2 separate regions of the Arabidopsis thaliana genome follow, and region 2 is linked to region 1. The links are chromatin contacts, called in public capture Hi-C maps. All regions are on one chromosome and are shown on one strand. Each heading gives the region's core, a stretch centred on a gene start, on an enhancer-like site or on the middle of the called end of the contact. The rest is flanking DNA. Distances are from core to core; before and after follow the strand shown.

What was found. Capture Hi-C pulls out chosen DNA fragments and counts their contacts.
Region 2: a contact with region 1 is called in a capture Hi-C map of seedling, with 1.7 times the contacts expected there. The contact joins the promoter of AT2G44940 here to the promoter of AT2G44798 in region 1. A contact is called at or near these places in 1 of 26 Hi-C or Micro-C datasets (rosette leaf) and 1 of 3 other capture datasets (seedling).

The regions. Positions count from the first base shown.
Region 1 is chr2:18,469,701-18,473,087 of TAIR10.1, forward strand. AT2G44798 (a long non-coding RNA gene) reads right to left here and starts at 1,577. Exons shown (of 3, transcript NR_140775.1): 1 at 1,070-1,577.
Region 2 is chr2:18,535,558-18,538,497 of TAIR10.1, forward strand. AT2G44940 (Integrase-type DNA-binding superfamily protein) reads left to right here and starts at 1,620. Exons shown (of 1, transcript NM_130059.4): 1 at 1,620-2,922. The coding sequence starts at 1,737. The coding sequence ends at 2,624.

The sequences.
Region 1 (3,387 bases), core at 327-2,826:
ATTATAAATGAAATTATACAAATACATTTTTTTTTTAATTATACAAATACATTTCGACTGATAGTATTCATCAAAGTAATCAGTAACCTACGTACTTACCAAACGCTAAGATATTAACAGCCTGTTTGCGGTTAAAAAAATGGCTTCGACATATATACAACATCCTTAAGAGAAGAAAAAATTACACTCGACATAATTAATAACTACTGTTTATAGAAACAAAATTTTGGCAGAAAAATATAGACATAGCGCAAAATGCTAATGCCAAATACCAATGTTAGCAAATTCAAAATTTCACTTTTAAAATAAATATTTATCAGACGAAACAAACAAGAAATGTAAATGGCAAAGAATATTTATACGTAGGTTTAGATCCTTCCTTTTTTAAACGCAGTTTACTACTTCGAACAATATCAGCAATACAATATGATAAAATCAAGCACTTTTTCAAAATTTGGCTGATACCTTATATATCTATATAACAATAGCTCTGATCTTGCAAAATTTGTTACTACATGAAAATTTATTAATTCCCACACATCGTGTAGTAAGAAAACAAAAACAAACAACCAAGCAAAACCAATAACAAAAAACATAATTAGCTGTTAAGTTTCATTCTCACAAATCAGTTTTTCGGCAAAGACTAGTATAAATACAAGAGGATTCATAAACTAAAACATCTACCATGAGAGAAAAATTAAAACAATTGAAATATGAGTTCCAAATTCCGAAAACAAACCCTTAAAATCCTTGCATTTAAATTCACACTCAATCTAAAACAAAACTCTTGTGTTCTTCACTTTGCAAACCATTAAAATAATTATAACTTAAAATCATTTTGGTGTAAAAAGGATCATATATTTAGATTCAAAAAAAAAAAGGATCATATATTTATGAACAGAATTTTTTTTTTAAAACAATTTAAAAACGAACAAATCAATGAATCCCAATGTACATATTTTTTAAAAAAAAATCTTGGCAAAAAAATAGCCATTGCGCAAACTGCAAATGACATATCAGAGTTTCATTCTTTTTTAATCAACCATTTATTTCTCTAAATTTGGCTTACCTTGGTATAAGACTAGCTCTGATCACTTGGTCTTGCAATGTAAACTACATGCAAAATTATTAATTCACACACGTACGGGTGTAGTAAGGACAGAAAAGAAACAAAAAAAATTAAAGATAGTTATCTGTACATTGCGTACTCAAATTCAGAGTAAAATAAATAAAGGACGATTAAACTAAAAAATTTGGATAAGAGTGAAAAAAAATAAAATTAAAATCTTTAGTTCCAAATTACGCAAGAGAAAAAGAATAAAAACCCTTAAACTCCTTGAATTTTAAATTTGCTAAAACAAAACTATTGCTTTTTTTCACTTTGCAAAACATAAATATCACATTGTATAGAACATAAAATCATAATGGCGTAAAAAAGATCATATATAAACGAAGGAACATTAAAAGAAAAAACAAATCAATAGGATGAAGTTTGTTGAAGCTAAGATGCGAAATCTCCAGCTCGGAATTGAATATATATCTGCATTTGAGCAAGAGTAGTGTCTAAGTACGTACGTACCTACATGCATTCGGTGTATATAAATATATATACTAGTCTTGATCATCCATTTTCAAGATATATGAATAATTTATAAGTGCAAGGAAATCAGCAGGCGAGCATGAAACTATCTCGGTTTCAACGGCGCATAGTACACAAGTTGAACAAAATCAGCTCTTGTTATATAATTAGTATAAAATATAAATACATGAATGCGTTTTGGCAACATTATGCGTCATTCCACCAATAGAGTTGTTATAAGCATACAAGGTCAACAAAATATTTTAAAGACTTTTTCAGTTTTTTGTATTCATATGTTTTTATTTATAGTTTAGCCCATTTGCCACGGGAAATCTGGTTCCATACTTGCATGGTATATTTTATGATATTACACACAAAACCGGATAAAGATTTTACAACTTGTTTCGCTTTTATTTAATATTTTTGTTTGTTTCTTTACATAGGAAATATAACTCTAATTGAACTACTTTACATAACTATTAATACATCCTACTTCGCGTTTTAAATTGTTAATGCTATATACAAAGAACCAACCAAAGGCGGTTCGAGGGGAGACGTAAGAGACAGTACAAGTTTCGTCTATTTTGGTAAAGAAAATCATATATACACAGTTTTTGTCGCTTTGTAGACACTAGACAGAACTTTATAACATGCAAAAGTGAGTATTTAATGTATTTGACACAGGCACCGTATATAGTAGATTCTATTTATTTTGTTATGTTTTAGAATCTTCCCAAAACAGGAAACAACGTACGATACGATAGTTTTGCGAATACCACTGTCCTGAGGCAAGTACACTGGTCATACTGGTCATATTTAATTACTTTAACATATACGGAGTATCATAAGTAAAAGTTAGCAATACATGGTCAGAGAATATTAATACTCGTAGCGATCAAATCCTTTGAACTCTGCTTTATTTCAGAGCTCCTAAAAGTATATCCTTATCCACTCTGTTTCATGCATGACGAGAAGCGTTATTTGACACAAGACAATGCGCCAATTTTATTTTATTTTTTTTCTTTGTATAAGCAAAGGATTTTAGCCTAATTTTACACTGATCTTTTGAAATATGCATGTGAAAAAATCAAATTATATTATTACAACGTTTATGATGATGAAACGTAATAAATAAATTGAAAGGAATCAAACTCTAATATAAACTCTTCAAATAGATTTCAATGACTTTTCAGCAAAAATAAATTCTTAATAAGGGCTATCATGTTCATGCATGAAATGTTCCATACAAGATTAACGGTTTTTGGTTTTCATTAACTAAAAGACTCAATGTTTATGAAAAAGTGCTAACAATATTATTAGTTGTCGACAAACGCTTCAAATTTGAATATTAAATCGTTGGTGGTCATCATGAGATGTACCATGTAGTTTGTTAATTTTGAGATATATAGCGTTAACTCGCTTTCACATTTTCGACTCCTATTTGAAACAAAATCATATACGGGTAGACATATTTATGGTTTTAGTCGAGTAATTTCCGCCGACTATTTTACCCCAAAATTAGACGAGCATTGGTTCAGATCTTTTTTTAGAAAAATGAAAGCTAAATATTAGTTCTACACTTTTGTATCTAGTTCATGGTTCATGATATCGTAATATTCGTAAATATAGTGGCGCATCATGCAACGAATCCACCGCTTCTTATTAATGAACTTTTAATCCACCGTTTGTTACAATTTTAAAGAGTAATATATTGGTGCATACATGGACATTAATCAAATAGCCAGCTGTTATGATTCAGTTGGGCTAAACTTAAGAAAGAAATGATCAAGTGGGCTACAAATAATCGA
Region 2 (2,940 bases), core at 370-2,869, 66 kb after region 1:
TGTCAATTATAATCACGAAGGATGAATGACAATATCATATAAAATATAATTGGACTATATAATAAAACAAATGAGAACCTGCAGATCAGTGTGACTAATGGGGTCAATATTCCTCAATCAACTAAAAAGATTCTAAATGAACAATAGCCACACTTTCCTGAAGTGGACAGTACTAAGCTACTAGCTCGATTTATTTCACAACTATGAGCATATATAGAGAATCTGTGCCTGCATGTGTATATGTACATATACTGTACACATAATTACATATACGTGTTAATAATGTCGTTCATTAATTGTTCAATGAATTCTTTTATAATAACAACTGGGGGAAATAATTAAATGGAAGGAGTATTTTCTATTTATTGTGGTGGCCAATGGCCATATATACAATAAATATCAAGTAAAGTGGTTTCCTAATTAATTATAATGGCGCCGAATCGAATATGACGTACTAACAGTCTTACACAGATACAATAACATATATATAGTTACGTTCTATACATATTCCTTCACATAAATTTGATATGGTACGTGTACGTTTTATATTAAATACCTAGACCCATTCGTATTAATTAAAATCTAATGACGTGGACAGCCATCTCAATTATGCTTTCATGCCTTTATTTTTCCTCTCGAGAAGGAAACAAAAAGCTTAATGACATTTAATTATGAAATTAATTAATTGAAAGAGATGGCTTAATGCTTTGGTCAAGGAGGCTAGGTGTGAATCTTGTGTTTCTTTATTTTATTACTCCTAGTGTATACTCGACTTATTTACGGCACGTGTAAACAAATACCTCGAGCCGACATGTAATTTGATTATTTGGACATAATTAGTTACTGTCGTAAGTCGTTAACTAGGTTATTTACTCGAAAAAAGTGACGTTCTTTTAATTTAGAAAACAAAAACTCTGACAAGTCTTTTAATAGACCCCAATAATATAGGGTTTTGGGGTTGGGGTTTGATAATGTTCTTTCAAATTTAAATTAATTATTTTAAAATCGCCCATTATCGTTTAACCTTTTTTAATTACGTATAGTATATAGATTAATATATACTTAAAATTTTTAGTCTGATAATGAAAATTCCGAAACAACATTTGTGTATGGGTTCTATCCGAGTCTTGGCATTGTATTCGTACTCTATTTCTTAATTTAACCAATCTAACATATTTACGAAAAAGAAAAAACTCTACGAGAAATAGAAATTAGAATAGATGCTAAATTTTTATAAATGACGACGTGACACTAACTCCAATTTTGTTTGGACGAATAAAAGTAGAAGATGGGAAATTCATGTGTTAAGAGGTGACGCACATGCACGAGGGTCGGGCCATATTAGACTAAAAGTAAAAAAAAAAAAAGTTTAAACGACTTGCCATGCAATTAATTTTTGTTCTTTTTTCCCTCAATAAAATACATAATATTTTTCCTTTTAATAACAAAATTGTTGTGTATGTACATAATAAATAAAACCATGTTGTTTCAATTTATTTTCACATGGAACAAAACTGGTTCGCTGAAACTGTGAATCTCAATAATATCTTTTTTGTTCTATGGACCCCATTCCATACTGCCTCCTTCGTTTTATTATAAAGAAAAAACATTATATTTTTTTCCATATAATATGAAAAAGCCAAAGAAAAAAAAAAGATTGTGGAGGAATATTAATACAGCCCACTTCACATCTATTTTTGTGCAACCATCTCTCTAAAGCTTCTTCTCTCATAACAATGGCAAGACAAATCAACATAGAGAGTAGTGTTTCTCAAGTTACCTTTATCTCCTCCGCCATCCCCGCCGTATCTTCCTCCTCCTCCATCACCGCTTCCGCCTCATTGTCCTCTTCACCTACTACATCTTCCTCTTCTTCGTCATCAACAAATTCTAACTTCATTGAGGAAGACAACTCTAAAAGAAAAGCATCTCGAAGATCATTGTCATCGTTAGTCTCCGTTGAAGACGATGATGATCAAAACGGTGGAGGTGGGAAACGGCGAAAGACCAACGGTGGAGATAAACATCCGACGTATAGAGGAGTGAGGATGAGGAGTTGGGGAAAATGGGTGTCGGAGATTAGAGAGCCGAGAAAGAAATCAAGAATCTGGCTCGGGACTTATCCAACGGCTGAGATGGCAGCTCGAGCTCATGACGTAGCGGCTTTAGCCATTAAAGGTACAACGGCTTACCTCAATTTTCCCAAGTTAGCCGGCGAGCTTCCTCGTCCAGTCACAAATTCTCCTAAAGACATTCAAGCCGCCGCCTCTTTAGCGGCCGTTAACTGGCAAGATTCGGTCAACGATGTGAGTAATTCTGAAGTGGCTGAAATAGTTGAAGCCGAGCCGAGTCGAGCCGTGGTGGCTCAGTTGTTTTCTTCGGACACAAGCACGACGACGACGACTCAGAGTCAAGAGTATTCGGAAGCTTCGTGTGCTTCGACTTCGGCGTGTACGGACAAAGACAGTGAGGAAGAGAAGCTGTTTGATTTGCCGGATTTGTTTACCGATGAGAATGAGATGATGATACGAAACGATGCGTTTTGCTACTACTCGTCCACGTGGCAGCTTTGTGGAGCCGATGCTGGGTTTCGGCTTGAAGAGCCGTTTTTTCTATCTGAATGACTAAAGTACCCCTCTCGAGAGAGCTCTCACTAACACTTTATTAGTTTGCCATTTACTTCTTCTTCATTTTCTCTATTTACGTTTGATATTTTTTTTTCTTTCCAACTTGAGTGATATTGATTTTTTGTAAAGAAACAATTTCTTTTTTTTTTCCTAGCAAAATCGTGTTTGTGTAATATAAATGTGGTGATAACATGTTGAAATATTGCAGAATAATATAATGTAGCCTTACAAAAATCGTTTGAGAGTATTTTTTAGACCCTATTATTGTTAGAATTCAATATGATTTATTCACAAACATTCTCATTTATCAAAT